Regions from separate parts of the Pan troglodytes genome. Here region 2 is linked to region 1. A link is a contact called in public capture Hi-C data. All regions are on one chromosome and are shown on one strand. The core of a region is the stretch at or near the end of the contact, and the rest is flanking DNA. Distances in the headings are between cores, read along the strand shown. Region 1 has its middle 100 kb from the start of EGLN3. Region 2 overlaps LOC104001998 (a long non-coding RNA gene).

Region 1 (2,700 bases), core at 26-2,525:
AGCTAATTTTTTGTATTTTTAGTAGAAATGGGGTTTCACCATGTTAGCCAGGATGGTCTCAATCTCCTGACCTCATGATCCGCCTGCCTTGGCCTCCCAAAGTGCTGGGATTACAGGTGTGAGCCACCGTGCCCGGCCGGGCAATTTCTTAATGTCTGGGATAGCTCTTGGGTGATGTAATAGCACAATAGAAATATATGGGCTAACAAATGCAGCCTGTATGGTTTAATGGCTTAGAAGTCAGGCTCCTGGCCGGGCGTGGTGGCTCAAGCCTGTAATCCCAGCACTTTGGGAGGCCGAGGCAGGCGGTTCACCTGAGGTTGGGAGTTCGAGACCAGCCTGACCAACAGGGAGAAACCCCATCTCTGCTAAAAATACAAAATTAGCTGGACGTGGTGGCACATGCCTGTAATCCCAGCTACTTGGGAGGCTGAGGCAGGAGAATCACTTGAACCCGGGAGGCGGAGGTTGCGGTGAGCCGAGATCCCGCCATTGCACTCCTGTCTGGGCAACAAGAGCAAAACTCCATCGCAAAAAAAAAAAAAAAAAAAAAAAAAGGCTCCTGAGTCAGCCTGAATTCATTTTCCAATCTCACTCCTTATTGGCTATAATCACCTTGGACAAGTTACTTAATTTTTCTTAATCTCAGATTCTTCATATGTAGATGGGGATAATAATAGTTACCTCAAAGGACTTTTGTAAGCATTAAATGAATTAATAGGCCAGGCATGGTGGTGTGCACCTGTATTCCTAGCTACTTCGGAGGCTGAGGTGGGAGCATCGCTTGAGCCCAGGAGTTGGAGGCTGCAGTGAGCTCTGATTGCACCACTGCGCTCCAGCCTGGGTGACAGAGGGAGACCCTGTCTCTAAAAAAGTAAAAATTAAAATAATAATACATAGAAATCACATAGCAGAGTCCTCAAAATGCAGCAAGTATATTTTCCATAAACAGAGTGGTAAGTATTGTGACTGTCAGCACCAGGTGTGGACTCATAGGGGTAGGGTGTAGGACTCAACCTGGGGTGGAGGAGGATTTGCAAGGTTTGTCTCAGCCTCTAAGGCTTGTTTGTATAATAGAAAAACTCAAGACCAATGACTCCAATCCAAGCCCCGGTCTCATTCTAGTGTTCCTCTGTGGCTGAATTCTTGAAGCCCATGTCTAAGGGTGTCCCTGCTGGGCAGGCAAGGGAGCTCAGTGGGGCCCTCTAGTGATGACTTCCTCCCATGCCCTGAGGCACAGCCTTGCTCAGAGGCCTCCCAAGGGTTCCCACATCCTTGGGGATTTTCTATTAGTGAGGAGCAGAGCAAAGCTAGCAAACAGGAGAGCAGCCCTGCTGGCACCGTGGCTCCCTCTGTGGCGGCTTTGAGGTCATTCATGCAAAAGGCACTTGGAAACCCAGATCAGCTGTGAAGGAGCATTTCAGGTGAAAAAACAAAAATGCTTCTTAGTGGTTGACTTAGGGTTCTGAATCTATAGATACTAGATTTGGAAACTTTATCCAAATGGAGCAATTACCAGAGTGTCCGTTTCCTAGGGAGCATTCACTTTTCATCCAAGGAGTAGAACAGCAGCCTTGTTTCCTGCTGTTCCTGTAGGACAATGGAGTCCCAGGATTCAGTGTCCTGATGCTGTCTGGGAGGCTGTGGATGTAAAAAGGAACCAATGTTCTGCTCCATGAGCAGAGAGCAGACGAGAAGCAGAGCATTTGTTCCTTGCCCATCTCAACCTAATGAGGACACGGAGAGATTCTGATTGCTTTTCCATAATTATGTAGGCCTGTCAGAACCACAGCAGCTGGACAGACTTGATCCCTAACTGTGAGGGTGGAGAGAGTCACTTTCTACTTGGTTCCCAGCTTTGGCCTCATTCTTCTTCCCACAGCTGCAGTCACTTGACTACCTGCTTTCATGACCTCCTGTCTGGTTCTTCCTTCTTTATTTCATTTTGAATATAGCAATGTAAAGATAGCTTATATGCTATCTCCAATAAAGGATACAGATATTGCAAAAATAGCATACAGAAAGGCCTAATGGAAACTGGAGCTACAAATGATAGTAAATCATCGAGTGCACAGGTTCTGGAGGTGGGGGGACTAGATTTCACTTCTATACCTCTCTGTTTCTACCTGTATGAAGTGGGAAGTTTCTATTGTCTTAAGTTTGATGTCCCATCTGTGAAATGGAGAGTGTAATTGTACTAGTCAGAGTTCTTTGTTGCAAGCAATAGAAACCAACTCTGATTTAAGTTAAAAATAAGGAGCAGGAGGAGAACTAACAAAAAGACATTGAGATAGCTATTTCACAGATTTGTTGTAAGGATGAAATTAGATAAAATCATTCAGCACAATATGTGGCATGTCGACAGTGTTAGATATGTTAGCTATTATTGCATCATCGTCATTTATTATTATGATGAGCTCTGCCCTAACTTTCTTACCTGTAGCTTTGGCTCGATAGAATGTCAATGCTGGTGTTGATGCTATACAGTCTTTTGATTTTTGAGAATGGGTTTCCAAAACATATGGTCGGCGAGCAGTCTCTGGTCCAACCAGCTATTGTCAAAAGGCATAGGGTCACATGGCATAAACCTGGACTATAGCTTTTTTTAAAACAAAAATTTTAAATATATATATTTAGGGGGCACAAGTGCAGATTTCTTAACATGCTTGTCTCGTGGAGCGGTGAGGTCGGGGCTCTTAG
Region 2 (2,700 bases), core at 190-2,689, 250 kb before region 1:
TAGTGCTTAACCCCCTTAGTCCTCTTTTTGCAAAATGAAGGCAACATCAACAGACTTCGGGGAGTCTCCTGAGACTAAATCCTTAAAGAGGGAGTTAGGGAAAAGCAGGTGGTAGTGTTCACTGTGGTGACAGAGCAATCATGCTCATCAGAACCTGTGGTTTTAGGGCCTGGGGGCCATGGAAAGAGCAAGGGGTGGCTTCATCCTCAGGTGGATAGTTCTCCTTCCTGGGGCCTCTCTTCCTTCCTCTCTCCCTTGCTATCCCCTAACCTGTCCCAGTGCTTCTTTAGAGACCAGGAAGATTCTCAGGAATGGTTGCCCCTTGGGCCAGTGTTAGAGCAGGAATCTAGAAGGAAGGTCATGTGTTAGGCCTGCAAAATTTACCCTTCTCCCCAGATGCTTCCATTCCTTTTTACCTCACTGCCCTCCCTTAGATTTTTATTTGGCCTAACTTAGGTCATTTTTTTTTAACAAAAAAAAAAAAGAGGGGGGAGGGCTATTGGCATAGTTCTACCTCAGCAACTATCCAGGGAGCCTGGCCTGGTCCAGGCATGCAGTGGGTTTTCCTTCAGAAATGAGTCCTTTGAGAGCCCAGAGAAGGGCAGCCCTGAGCCTGTTCACTCAGCCTGACCTGGAAAAACTGCAACCCACTGAGACACTCTGTTTCTCAGTTCTGTCCTTTCTAGAAGGTACCATTCCTCCTGAAAGGTCAAAGTGACTGTTCAGTCTCAATCTATCATGTGATGAAAGGTGTGGTACCAACTACAGCAAATAAACTTACAATTTCCAACATCCAACCAAAGAGGCTGACTACAAAATAAAGCTATTCCTACGAAACTGCAATTTTTGCAGGTCAAATTTTCAGCCAGCCACCAGAGGGTGCCCGTAGAGCTCTCTAAAAATGACCAAAACCTGAAGAATTAGAGGAGAAAGAAAATTTCCAGTGCATGAAAGACCAGGACAAAATACAGCTTACCCCCACCTGACTTGAACAGATACACAGGCCAGACAAGGAGCTGTGAGGCTGTCAACAACAAGAACCAGGGTGGGAGTAACCCCAGATTTTACCTAGATATGAGCTAAACAAGTTGCTTCTTGATTTCACATTGGCAATTGCGATAGTACTTTGAGGACTGGCCCAGAAAGCATTTTCATCCCCTGGCAAAACTCTTCCCCATCAGCTTCCCAACCATGTGTACAAACGAAATGCAAATACATGTAAATATTAGCCTGAGTCAAAGTCTTCTTGGAAGGTAAGGCTGCTTGCGACTGCTGCTGCTTTGAAAAAGAAAAATCCTATAATGCAAGTGAAAGGACAGATTTTCTGAGCCACTGCTTCTGCACCAGGGTGAGGGTTCAGAAGGACGAAATACAGGTGCCATGGTTCTCTGAAGAGATGGTCTTGTGTGGAGCACACCTGGAATGAAAGGATGGGGACAGCTTCTACCCTCTCCCCAGCAGGGCCTGACAAGCAGGCTGTGTGGCATTCCTGTATTTCCAGGGCTGGCACAGTGGCTGACACACAGTAGCTGCCTGTAAATGTTTGTTGAATGAGTGAATAAATGACTAGGAAGGGAGCTGGAGTGGGTGTGACACTGTCTGGGCTGGCTGGAGCTTTCACCAGGTTGAGGGATGACAGGGAAAGGGGTAGGTGGGTGTGGGAGGGTAATTTCCCAGTGAGGAGAGATTCTGTGTTTCATCTGGGTTGCCTGTCTGAGGCCTTTTCTGTGGGCAACTAAGGCCCTAAGACAGAGTGTGTGGACTCTGCCCTAATGATAGTCAAACTGCCCAATGGTCCCATTCATTCACATATTTGTCTACTAATTGACAGCTATTGAGTACCTAATGGGAACCGTGGCCTTCATCCCTCATCCCTACACAGGCGACCCCAGACTGTCTTAGCCACCTTCGTGAGCTGGGGATGGGAATGCCGGAGGAAGTGAGCACATGGCTAATACTGGGCAGGGGCTTTGGCTGTCTGGAAATGCAGCCAGCAGGGAGCTGGACTGAGGCACCGGTTGCTGGCAATTGGGCCATTTGTCTCTCTGGACAAGTGCAAGCAATAAGTGTGTATGTGCTCTGTGTGTGTGAGACTATGCAGGTGTGAGTGTGGGTTGCAATAATATTTCACCTTTACCATTTCACAACCCTTTGGCAGCACCCAGCCTCCCTTGCTGCGCCTACAAGGGAGAGAAGAGGTGATTAATATTTAAATTTGGAAATAGCTGTAGTTTGGAGACAGACATTATCATTCTAATTCACCATTGGAGAAATTATTATGTCCATGCTTTGCAGAGTATAATGTAGCCTCTATATTTGCTCCCTTCCTAATTTTTCTCCCTTGGGGCTGCTTTAATGACAACTTTGGGGGGATTACAGCCTTCAGATGAACAAAGGGGGATGTCTGACTTGGAAGAAAGAGAATGGGTTTAGGAATCTTCTTGTTTCTCTCCTCCCCTGCCCATGGCTAAGTCTGTCCTTCTGATACTATAATGAGCATCTTTTCCCCACCAGACTGAGAAGTGTAGTTTCTTGAGCTATAACCCTTTTAGTTTGCAAATCTCACACTGATGAGGTGCTGATGATCGCTGGGCCCACTCTGAGTAGTGGCCCAGCAGGATTCCCCACACTCTGTGAGCTGTTTGATGGCATAGATTATGCATCCATCTAGTCCTTTTAAATTTCTGATCTCCAACAGGT

The links. Capture Hi-C pulls out chosen DNA fragments and counts their contacts.
Region 2: a contact with region 1 is called in a capture Hi-C map of stem cell-derived neural stem cells, with 4 times the contacts expected there. The contact joins two enhancer-like sites. A contact is called at or near these places in 4 of 7 Hi-C or Micro-C datasets (blood, induced pluripotent stem cells and stem cell-derived neural progenitor cells) and 1 of 1 other capture datasets (stem cell-derived neural stem cells).

What each region holds. Positions count from the first base shown.
Region 1 is chr15:32,085,891-32,088,590 of NHGRI_mPanTro3-v2.0_pri, reverse strand. No RefSeq gene overlaps it. Among named protein-coding and RNA genes, the nearest start is that of EGLN3, 100 kb to the left of the region's middle. Within about 2 kb of position 1,275, at least 1 of the 24 cell types and tissues checked has an H3K27ac peak or open chromatin away from gene starts, as enhancers often do. A contact at or near this core is called in stem cell-derived neural stem cells, where this site is marked.
Region 2 is chr15:32,333,595-32,336,294 of NHGRI_mPanTro3-v2.0_pri, reverse strand. The region is part of intron 1 of LOC104001998 (a long non-coding RNA gene); the gene reads left to right. Among named protein-coding and RNA genes, the nearest start is that of EGLN3, 150 kb to the right of the region's middle. Within about 2 kb of position 1,439, at least 6 of the 24 cell types and tissues checked have an H3K27ac peak or open chromatin away from gene starts, as enhancers often do. A contact at or near this core is called in stem cell-derived neural stem cells, where this site is marked.